Regions from separate parts of the Anser cygnoides genome. Here region 2 is linked to region 1. A link is a contact called in public Hi-C data. All regions are on one chromosome and are shown on one strand. Each heading gives the region's core, a stretch centred on a gene start, on an enhancer-like site or on the middle of the called end of the contact. The rest is flanking DNA. Distances are from core to core; before and after follow the strand shown.

Region 1 (5,269 bases), core at 2,413-4,912:
TCCAGGCTCCACCAGGGCCAGGATGGGGCTAGCAGCAGCTCCGCGCCCCAAAGCATCCCTCTTGGTGCCACCTGCTGGGGCTGGGCTGCCAAGACACACGGGGACGGGGCCAGCAGCTCACCGCGTCTCTCTGGGTGTCACAGATGTTGTCACCTGCCTGGCGCTCGACCTGTGTGGCATCTACCTCATTTCTGGCTCCCGGGACACCACCTGCATGGTGTGGCAGGTCCTGCAGCAGGTACGGGGCTGCGCCGTGTGCCAGCTCTCGGGGTGAAGGTGCTGACTGCTGGGGCCCTGTGGTGGCACAACGAGGTCCCTGAGGTCCCCGTGTCCCCTCCACCAGGGTGGGTTTTCCAGCGGCTTGGCCCCCAAGCCCGTCCAGGTCCTGTACGGCCACGACGACGAGGTGACGTGCGTGGCCATCAGCACCGAGCTGGACATGGCTGTCTCGGGCTCCAAGGTGAGCCGTGGACGGGTGGCGAGGCTCATCCCAGGGCGGGTGGCACAGCCACCGAGCAGCGCACCCTCATCCTCTTCCTCCGCAGGACGGCACCATCATCATCCACACCATCCGCCGGGGCCTCTTCATGAAGTCCCTGCGGCCGCCCGCGGAGAGCTCGCTGCCCGCCGCCGTCACCCACCTGGCCGTGGGGCCGGAGGGGCAGATCGTCACCCAGACGGCCGTGGGCGAGCGCGCGTCCCTCAAGGTGAGGTGGCACGGCCGGGCTGCGTCCCCCCGTCCCCAGGTCCCTCTGATCCGTCATCTCCCCCCCCCCCCCCTGCTCTCTCCCGCAGGACAAATTCGCGCTGCACCTCTACTCAGTGAACGGGAAGCACCTCGCCTCCGTCCCTCTGGACCAGGAGGTGACGGCCATGTGCGTGACGGAGGAGTTCGTGGTGCTGGGGACCATGCAGTGCGGGCTGGAGATCCGTGACCTCCAGAGGTGAGGGCTGGCACCCCGCTGGTGCCACCGGCACCCCCTTGGGCCGCCCGCGGGGTGCGATCCCCCCATCTTCTCCCCCTTGCAGCCTACGGGCGGCGATGGCCCCCGTGCCCATGCGGGTGCCCGTGCACAGCGTGTCGGTGACCAAGGAGAAGAGCCACATCCTGGTGGGGCTGGAGGACGGCAAGCTGATCGTGGTGGGGGCCGGGCAGCCCGCTGAGGTGAGCGCGGCCCCACCTGGCCGTGGGGCTCGGGATGGCAGTGCAAGGGGGGGAAGACACGTCACTGTGTCCCTGTGTCTGGGATGAGATGGGATGGGATGGATCGGGATTAGATGGGAAGGTTGGGTTGAGTTGGGTTGAGTTCAGTTGGGTTGGGTTGAGTTGGGATGGGATGGGATAATTGGGTTGAGTTGGGATGGCTTGGATTGGGATGGGATGGGTGGGTTGAGTTGCGGTGGGATGGGGGGATGGGATGGGATGGGAGGGTTGAGTTGGGTTGGGGTGGGGTGGGTTGAGTTGGGATGGCTTGGATTGGGATGGGATGGGTGGGTTGAGTTGCAGTGGGATAGGATGGGACAGGATGGGATGGGAGGGTTGAGTTGGGTTGGGTTGGGGTGGGTTGGATTGGGATGGGATGGGTGGGTTGAGTTGGGTTGGGCTGGATTGGGATAGGATTTGACAGAATTAGGTGGGTTGAGTTGGATTGGGATGGTATAGGGTGGGACAGACAGGATGAATGGCACGGAGCAGGACAGGATGGGATGGGGATTCACCTAAGGAAGGGGATGGGGTTTGGATGGGAATGGGGATTCAGATAGGGGTTGTGGGTAGGGATGTGGAAGGGATTGGAAATGGAGATGGGGTCGTGGATCTGGAAGAGGATGCAGATGGAGAAAGGATAAGGGGGATTTGGAACAGGATGGGGAAGGGACTGGGGATGGAGACTGAGAAAGGGTGTGAGCAGGCAGTGTGCATGGGAATGGGGATGGGGAAAGGGGGTGGGGATGAGGATGGGGATGGAGAATGGGGATGGGAATGGGGACGGGATGGAGATGGGGAAGGGGATGGCGATGGGGACTTGGAAGGGGATGGAGAATGGGGACGGGGACTTGTTAGCGGATGGAGAAGGGGATGGGAATGGGGACGGGGACATGGAAGGGGATGGGGATGGGGACATGAAAGGGGATGGGGCGTGGGGCAGGCGCTGACCCCCCTCTCCCCTAGGTGCGTCCGGGCCAGTTCCACCGCCGGCTGTGGCGCTCCACCCGCCGCATCTCGCAGGTCTCGGCCGGCGAGACGGAGTACAACCCCAACGAGGGCAGGTCCTAGGCTGCCACCCCGCACCCGGCCCCGCCGGGCTTCCCGCAGGTCCCGGCCCCTCCTGGGGGGCATGGCGACAAGGGGGGGACCCCGCTCCCACCCCACGGCAGCGCCCCGAGCCCCTCGCGAGCCGGGGGGCGAGGACAGGAGGGGCGAGCCCCGAGCTCCCCGCAACCGGGGCTGCGTGCTCGGCCCCTCGCCGTGGCCTTATCCAGCCCCCCCGGGCTGGGGGATAGCAGTGGGATGAGGGGGGGCGAGGAGGCTCCCGGGGGGGACCCCTCGCTGGGAAGGGGGGGTGCCGTGTCCCCCACCCCGCGCCCGCTGGCCGGGAGCCAGCTGCCCCCTTCCCCGACTGGTTTTTCTATCGATTTCTAGCTCTTTTACAAAAAAAAAAAAAAAGAAAAAAAAAAAAGAAAAGAAAAGAAAGAATAATAATATATCTATCTATAAGAAATAAACGTGCACAAGGCCCTTGTCTGCCCCGAACTGTCTCTGCTGGGGACGTCTCCCCCCCCCCCCCCCCCCCCCCTGTCCCCCCCAGGCTGTGTTTTTGGGATGCGGCGAGCCACGGGGCCCATTCTTCCTGCCCTACATAACGGGGCCAGCCTGGCACGGGCTGTGCTCCGGGCAGGGGACCAGCGGCCCCCGCGTCCCTGCGGGCTGCCCGGGTGTCCCCAGGGGGCTGGGGCTGTCCCCAGCCCGCCTGGCACACGGGGACGCGCGGCAGCCACCTCCTGTCCCGCGCCGCTCGGACACGGGAGGCACACGTGTCACGAGCGTGGGGGGTCTCAGCCGTGTCCCCCACGTGTCACCACGGTGGAGGGCGCAGCAGCCTGGTCCCCACATGTCCCGACCACAGGGGCCCCGCAGCCTGTCTGCCACGTGTCGCGAGCGTGAGGGGCCCAGCAGCCGTGTCCCCATGTGTCACAGTCATGGGGGGGCTCAGCAGTGGTGTCCCCATGTATCAGGACCGGGGGGGGGCTTGGCAGCCGTGTCCCCACGTGTCACAAGCATGGGGGTCCCCGCTGCGTCCCCACGTGTCACAAGCATGGGGGTCCCCGCTGCGTCCCGTGTCCCCACCACGTGTCACGAGCGGCGGGGAGGGGGCCACACGTCCGCGTCCCCACATGTCACAAGCGTGCGGGGTCTCAGCTGGGTCCCCAGGCGCCACGACCGCCGAGGTCTGCACCGAGGTGTCACGAGCGTGGCGGTCCCACCCTTGTCCCCACTGTCACGGGGGTCCCCACAACCCCTTCAAAGTCCCCCCCCGCCCCACCTGGGGGCTCGCGTCTCCACATCCCCACGGCCACAGGACCCCCACTGGGACCACTGCTGTCCCCAGACGCCCCCACCCCGTCCCCGTGCCCGGCCCCAGGCGCTGAGCGGCCGCTGCGCCCGTGTCCTCCCCTGCCCCGGCACCGCCGGGGCCCCACGGCTGGCAGCGACCTCTGTCCCCGAGCAGGGCTGGCCGCGGGTGCCCACGGCGTCACGTGGAGCCGCACCAGCCAGAGGCCGCCGGGAGCCGAGCCGGGAGCAGCCGCGGCGGCGGAGGTACGGACGGACGGACGGACGGACGGGTGGGAGGGAGGCAGGGCTGGGCGCTCGGGGTGCCGCCGGGATGTCCTCGGTGGGAGGCGGTTGGGGAAACTGAGGCACCTGAGCTCAGGTGAGTCCCTCCCGGAGGGGTCCTGGCCTCCGACACCGCTGCTGGAGGGGCAGGGAGAGCCCTGCCATAGGGCCCGGTGGCACTGTCCCCCGTGTCCCCGACCCCAAACCCTGGGCCCAGCTGTCCCCGTGCCGTAGGTCCCAGTCCCAAGTGTCCCAGACCCATCGGTCCGTTCTCCCCGTGTCCCTGTCCCCAGTGTCCCAGTACCAGGTGTCCCTTTCCCAGGTCTCCCTGTTCCCTTTGCGCCAGGTATCCCAATCCCAGGTGTCCCAGTCCCAGGTGTCCCTGTCCCCAGGTATCCCAGTGTTCCAGATGTCCCAATCCCAGGTGTCCCAATCCCAGATGACCCAGCCCCAGGTGTCCCAGTCTCCATGTCCCAGTTGTCCCAGTGTCCCATATGTCACTGTCCCCAGCTTCCCCAGCCCCAAGTCTCCCTGTTCCCAGTGTCCCTGTTCCCAGTGTCCCAGGTGTCCCAACCCCAGGTCTCCCTGTTCCTAGTGTCCCAGGTGTCCCAGTCCCAGTGCTCCCAGTGTCCCCGGTGTCCCTGTCCCACGCATCCTGCTCAGCTCACGATAAGCCCCCGGCTCCCAGCACCCCCAAATCCCCCCCCCCCCCCATCCCCATAGGGTTGCGGGGCCGGGCGGTTGGGGGACACAAGCCCTGAAGCTCCCACATCCTCCCCCCCAAAAAAAAAAGTGCCACCATGTGGCTGGGCGCCCGCCTGGACGCGCTGCCCACCCCAGCACTGGCCGTCGACCGTGCCACGGCGCGCCGCAACGCCGAGCGCATGCAGGAGCGCTGCCGGGCCCTCGGCCTCCGCCTGCGTCCCCACGTCAAGACCCACAAGACGCTGTGAGTGCCGCCCCCACCTTGTCCCCAAACCCCCCTATATCCCCCCTGTTCCCCCCAGACCGACCCCAAACCCCTCCATCCGCCCCTCCCGGCAGGGAGGGCGGCGCGCTGGCCACGGGCGGCACGCGGCGCGGCATCGCCGTCTCCACGCTGGCCGAGGCGCGCTTCTTCGCCGACGGCGGCTTCGACGACATCCTGCTGGCGTACCCGCTGCCGGCCGGGCGCCTGGAGGAGTGCGCCGAGCTGGCCCAGCGCCTCGACGCCTTCCAGGTGCTCCTGGACAGCCCCGGCGCGCTGCAGCGCCTGCGGCAGCGCCCGCTCGCCGGCGGCAAGCGCTGGCTCGTCTGGCTCAAGCTCGACTGCGGCAACGGCAGAGGTGGGGACGGACCCGGGGGAGGGGGGTTCGGGGGGGGGTGGGGGCGCTCCGGGTGCCCCCGGTCCCCGTGGAGCAGCACGGATAGGGTGGTTGAGCAGCCCCACAAAGA
Region 2 (5,461 bases), core at 1,024-3,523, 54 kb before region 1:
GGGCTGCTGCAGCACCACCACCCTCTGGGGGCACTGTGAGACTTGCTGTGCGAGCGGCCCCGGTGCAGATTCTGTTTCACAAGCCCTTTTTTTTTTTTTTTTTTCCACCCTTTGCCTTCCCCCCACAGACAGCCCTGCCCTCTGCTCCTGGACATCCACGAGCACCTCCTGCTGCAGCCTGCCTGGTTTTTTTTTCCCTGCAGCTGGGCTAGCTCAAAGCAAGGTCCCCACAGCTCCAGGCTGTCTCACCGCACACGGTGACCTCCCCGGCGACCCAGACAATCCGCGTCCGCTCCGATTTAAAACCAAGAAACCACTTTTCGTGCCCCAAACGCACTCCGTGTTTGCTCTCCTCACCCCCTCGTGCAGCAGGGCAGAGACACAGCCCTGCAGGACACAGCGGAGGGTGGGAGCTGCTGTTCGATCAAGGGGGTGAAGCTGTTCCCACCGTTCCTGGATTCCTAAACCCATTCCTGGATTCCTCACCCGGGGCAGACAAGCAGCGAGCAACAAGCAGAGGCAGAGGCCAGCAGCTCCCCCAGCCCCTGCAGAGGGATCTCCGCGCAGAGCCGAGCGTGTCGCAGCGCATCCTCCTCCCCGAGCGGCCGCCCAAAGGCACTCGAGGAATGCCAAAAAACAGGCACCTCTCTTACGCCTCGAGCCCCCGAGCTTGCCGAGGAGGTTTCTTGCTCAGGACGTGGCTCCTCGGGGAGCGCAGACGGGGCTCGGGGCGGGCGGAGACGCATCTCCGGGTGCCGCAGGAGGAGGGCCGCAAGAGGAGCGCTCCAGACGCAGGCGGGTGCCACGAGGCTGTCTGGCCTCCCACGCCGCTTTCGCAGGCAGGCTGAGCATCTCCCGGGCAGACACAAGCATCTGCAGCAGCAAACGGGACTGGGACGAAGCCTACGCTCGATTTGCAGAGGGGGATCCGGGCTGGTGATGCCCCGCAGTGCGCCTGGCACAGGAGCGTGCTTTACGGGGCTTCTCCAGCTTCTCTGGCTGGTGGCATGTCAGAAACAGCCTGCCATCCTCGAGGCTCAAGCCAAGAAGAGGCCCTGAAGGTGTCTCGGTAGAACCTGGAGGACCTCAGGAGCTTGATATTCCCCCAGGCAGCCTCGGAGAGCACCGAGCACAGCTTCTCTGCAGCGCTGAGCCTGGATAACCACGCTCACACCCACTGCGCCAGCTCAAGCTCCCACAGAGCTGGCAATCTGTGACCAAGAAGATGCAGGGCAGGCTCAGGGGTACCCACAGCCTGCCCCAGCACCACGCCAACAGCCTGCCTGCAGGCAAGACACAGGGAGGATGAAGGACCCAAAATTCAGCCCCCAAAACGCTCTGGTTTGGTTACGGAAGGGACACAACCGGCAGCGACTACTGAAATAAGGAGGGCGCTGCTGGGAAGGTGCCAAGTCAGGGGTTTGGCTATCAAAACCACCACGTCCTTACACACGTGCGGTGCTTTCTCCCGTACCTATTATTATTTTTTGTTCCCCCACAAGCCTCTTCAGGACAGGAGGGAGGACATCTGCACAGCGGTTACCGAGCTACTGCCTCGGCTGTGCCGCCCGGCCAAGCCCCCCGGGGAGCAGATTTGCTGCCACGTTTTTTTTCGTGCGGAGCGGAGGTGTGAAAAAATAAAAAAAAAAATAAAAAAGCAAAAGAAAAAACGAGGGGTTTTGCCCTGCCCCGTGACATTCTTCCCACGGCGAGGGCAGAGATCGTGTTCCCCAGCCCCTGCCTCCCCCGGCTCCTGCCCAGCGTTCAGCCGAGCTGTAATTTTCAAGGATGACTAAGTGTCGAAACACCAGCAGCTGATCAACAGCAGCTCACCGAGGCTCAATTTCTAGCTAAGGCGAAGGCTTTTGGTGTTCCCCCCGCCTTTTGCGAGCCCTACCTCGGGTTTCTATTTACACTTTTCCCGCCCCAGCGTGCTCCGACTGAAGAAGGGGGGCCAGGTTCAAAGCTCAGCACCTCGCTGCGGGGTGCCAGCACCCATCTCGGGCAGCGGTCGCCATTCGATCCCCGAGCGCACTGGCTCGTTTCTCCCTGCCGGCGACGGGGCAGAAGGGGCCGAGTCCACCCACGGCCAGCTCCTCGCAGAGGCTGAGCGCTGCTCCGCGGCGGGAGGCGGTTCCTGGGCTGGGAAGAAAATAACCCAAGCGCTTAGAAAATAACCCAAGCGCTTAAGCTATTACAAACATCAACTCCCCGGAGAGGCAGATCAGAGATACCCGGAGCTCCAATTGCTTCGAGTGCGTTGCGTTTTGCACAGAGGGCCTCGTCAGCACTTGTTCCTGCCGCGGTATCTCGCGGCGTGAAAGATAATAACAAAGAACAAAAAAAAAAAAATAGTCAGAGGGGGGAGGAGAGCTCCGAGTTGAGCAGAGAAAAAAAACAAAAAAAAAAAACAGGAAGCTGCCCCGAATCGTGTCCTCACGCTGGCAGCCAAAAAATATCAGCAAAGCAGGTTCCTGGCTCTGCTGCAGGGTGCAAAGTCCCGGCCCCTTGAGGACGGGAGGAGGAACCAGGCTGTGGCCAAAGCCTTGCTGGTGGTCAGTCCTGCCCCGACAGCCACCCCGAGGGCACACCAGCTGGTGACCAGCCCCAAATCCCAGCCCACGGAGGACAGACAACAGACGAGGCTGTTCCTGCCTTCCAGCAGGGCACGACTGGCTTTCAGGGCGTCCCCCAAGCCAGCTTCGCCAATTGAATGGTGCACCCAAACGCTGCACGTTGGCCGCAAGATTATTTACCGAGCCGCTGGGTTTCACCTCCCTCGGTTGTGTTTTTGGTGGTTTTCAGCTTGAGAAAGCAGCCCAGCTACCGAGGCTCTTGTTTCGGGGCGAGGGAGCAGCGAGGGCACGCTTCAGCTACCAGGACCCCTCGTTTCCCCGCACGTGGGACCACCGGCAGATCATCTCAGCTCACCTTTTAGCACCAGCCGGCGAGGCATTAGCGCAGGGCAGTTCCCCTTTTCGAAGGGTTGAGAAAGTTGGGCTACGCTACAGGGAAACGAAAATCTGAGATGAAATCGAGCCAGCGGCTTGCTGGCATCCTAGATCGCATTCAAAGCGCCCATCCAATTTCAGCAGCAGAAAAAAAAACAGGCGTTCGACGAGTAAAGCAGAAAGCAGCGAAATCCCTGGATGGGCTGGAGTTGAGTCGTAAAGCTACGAGCCGTCTCGGCCAAATTTGTGATTCAAACATTTCCTGCAGAGCAGATCTCGCTCTAATTTGCCTTGCAAAGTTACGTTTGGATCCTGACAAAACACACAGTAGCTGGAGAGGCAGACAAAGAGCTACAGACTCCTGCGGGGAAAATCGAGCTGGAAAGGAAACTTTTCGCCCCAAAAGCTGCCTCCCTCCCCGGAGGCATCACTCCCACGAATTTCAGGAGATGGCCTGCGCCCACGGGCAGTTTCGTGAATCAGCACAAGGTTGACTGCAGAAAGGGGTTCCTACTCAACAACCTCCCTCTGTCCATAACCTCGGTGAGGTTTCAAGGGCATCACTGCAGGCAGAGGAAGGATTTGCTGAACCTGCTGCACGAGGAGAGCTCCCTGACATGGACTCGTTGGAAAAGGGACCTCCCGGATCAACAGGGGTGATGCTGAAGGTTTGGTATGAAACCATGTCACCTCTGATGATGACGGGGCTCAGGCAGCTCAGCAGTGGTTAAAAAGAAGCAATCCCTGGCCTAAAAGTCAGTCAAAAGAGAAAAAAAATGATTATTTCAGGGATTATTTCAGAATTCAAGCTCGGTGTAGGGATGCATCGCTGCTAGCCCGACGGATGGTGCCAGCTCACTGCGTGGCGGGGAGCACAGGCGTGATGTGATGCTCCCCGTCCGAGGGCCGCAGCGCACCGCATCACCTGGCCACGCCGCGGATCAGGTGGCAGGGCTGGAAAGCGAGAGCTGTTTATTCATTATTCATCATCGTTTCCGAGATCTTTAACTCCTGTGTCAGCGTCAGCCCAGATCCCGTGACTCTTCCGGCACGAAACCCACCAGCGGCGCCTCCGGATGAAGTTCAGCCTCTGAGATCGTTCTCGAGAACTGCTCCCAGCCCAAAACCGACGCTGGCACTTCTCGAGAAGGCTCGCAGCCTCTGCCAGGGGTTATTCCCCAGCAGAGGCAGGCATGGCAGCGGGGACCTTGCTCCGCTTTCTCAGCGGGACCCGCGCGCCTGCCTGCGGCAGCAGCCCTGACGCTCGCCTCCTGCAGCATGGCAACGAGGAGAGATCACGTCCCGAAAGTTCAAACCCAACTTCACCCCCCCCCGTCGGCTCCAAAGGAGACCTGGCAGTGTTTTTAGCGGCAGGAAACCCACTGCAGAGTCAGCTGGCCCTGCCAGGAGCGGCACCCTGCCTCGGCTGGCTTTGTGCTCACATTTTCCGGTGATGAGAACAGCAGCGGGCCACGGTTAAACAGCCACGTGTGAGCTGCAAAGCCCTGGGGCACGGAAAAACCTGCGCTCTTAAACCATGCACGTGTGAGTGACGGGGATGTAGCGATAGACATGGAACCGACCTGCACTCCGGGTGCCTCCGAGGGCATCGCCTTTCCCATTGCTGCCCCCAGGAACGCGGCAAGTCGGCCGGAGGGCTTTCCTCGGCGTTCCCCCATCTCGCATCCTTTAGAGCAGGAGGTTAAATTCACACCAAAACCAAACCCAGGTTGTGTGTTGGAAGCCAAAGGATGGGGCTCGGAGCGATCTGGTGTAGTGGGAGGTGTCCCTGCCCATAGCAGGGGGTGGAATTAGGTGGTCATTGGGGTCCCTTCCAACAGTTCCATGATCCTAATTAGCAAATGCGAGGGCAGAGCCCGAAACAGTACATACGAGAGAGAGAAGTCGGAATAAATAAATAATTACTTGTGCCTGATGCTCTCCTCTTCATCGTCTCTTCTGAACTGCTTGCTCTCGGGCTCGCCGCTGTTCTTGTTCTGAAAAGACAAAAAGTTGCTCCGTCAGACCTTGCACCCTTGCAGCCAGGCAGGGCGAGGGCAGCCCAGCTCAGAGACCCCCCCCCCGGGGTTTGAAATCACCGCTGAATTGTGACATCTGGAAATTTAAGCTGGCTTTCCTTTTTCTCCTCTTTGTACTCTAAGAACTGGCAAGGAAAAATTCAGTTGTGCCCTCAGAGGCAACGGCAGCGATCAGCAAAGGCAAGGAAGGAAGGGTTTCCCTGGCAGCAGTCGCTTTTACGATTGAGCACCCCTGTCGCGCTCAGGACGGGAAGCTAAACCCTAGCAGATGGCAGGCTGAGGCTGCGCTTCCTTGAGCGTGGCCGGCTGCAGGAGGGGAATCGCCCAGGCTACCTGGTAATAAACACACAGCTCCTGTAGGATCTGGCTGCTGTGATCCACAAACGCAGAGCTGCTCCTGTGCCCACGCTCATCTCTGCCTTTTTCACTGAGAATGGCTCAGACAAAGTGAAACCGTTTGCAAGAAGAGCC

Evidence for each region. Hi-C and Micro-C count contacts between places; a contact is called where the count stands out from the background.
Region 2: a Hi-C map of liver shows a contact between it and region 1, with 1.6 times the contacts expected there. The contact joins the enhancer-like site here to the promoter of LOC125180952 in region 1. A contact is called at or near these places in 2 of 7 Hi-C or Micro-C datasets (both in liver).

The regions. Positions count from the first base shown.
Region 1 is chr2:1,497,018-1,502,286 of Taihu_goose_T2T_genome, reverse strand. LOC125180952 (D-serine dehydratase) reads left to right here and starts at 3,662. Exons shown (of 9, transcript XR_010829015.1): 1 at 3,662-3,817; 2 at 4,629-4,784; 3 at 4,880-5,160. NBEAL2 (neurobeachin like 2) reads left to right here. Exons shown (of 56, transcript XM_066991321.1): 51 at 144-238; 52 at 344-460; 53 at 546-707; 54 at 796-944; 55 at 1,030-1,165; 56 at 2,171-2,736. The coding sequence ends at 2,275.
Region 2 is chr2:1,549,868-1,555,328 of Taihu_goose_T2T_genome, reverse strand. It overlaps CCDC12 (coiled-coil domain containing 12), which reads right to left. Exons shown (of 7, transcript XM_066991339.1): 2 at 4,878-4,948. Among named protein-coding and RNA genes, the nearest start is that of CCDC12, 24 kb to the right of the region's middle. Within about 2 kb of position 2,273, at least 2 of the 3 cell types and tissues checked have open chromatin away from gene starts, as enhancers often do. A contact at or near this core is called in liver, where this site is marked.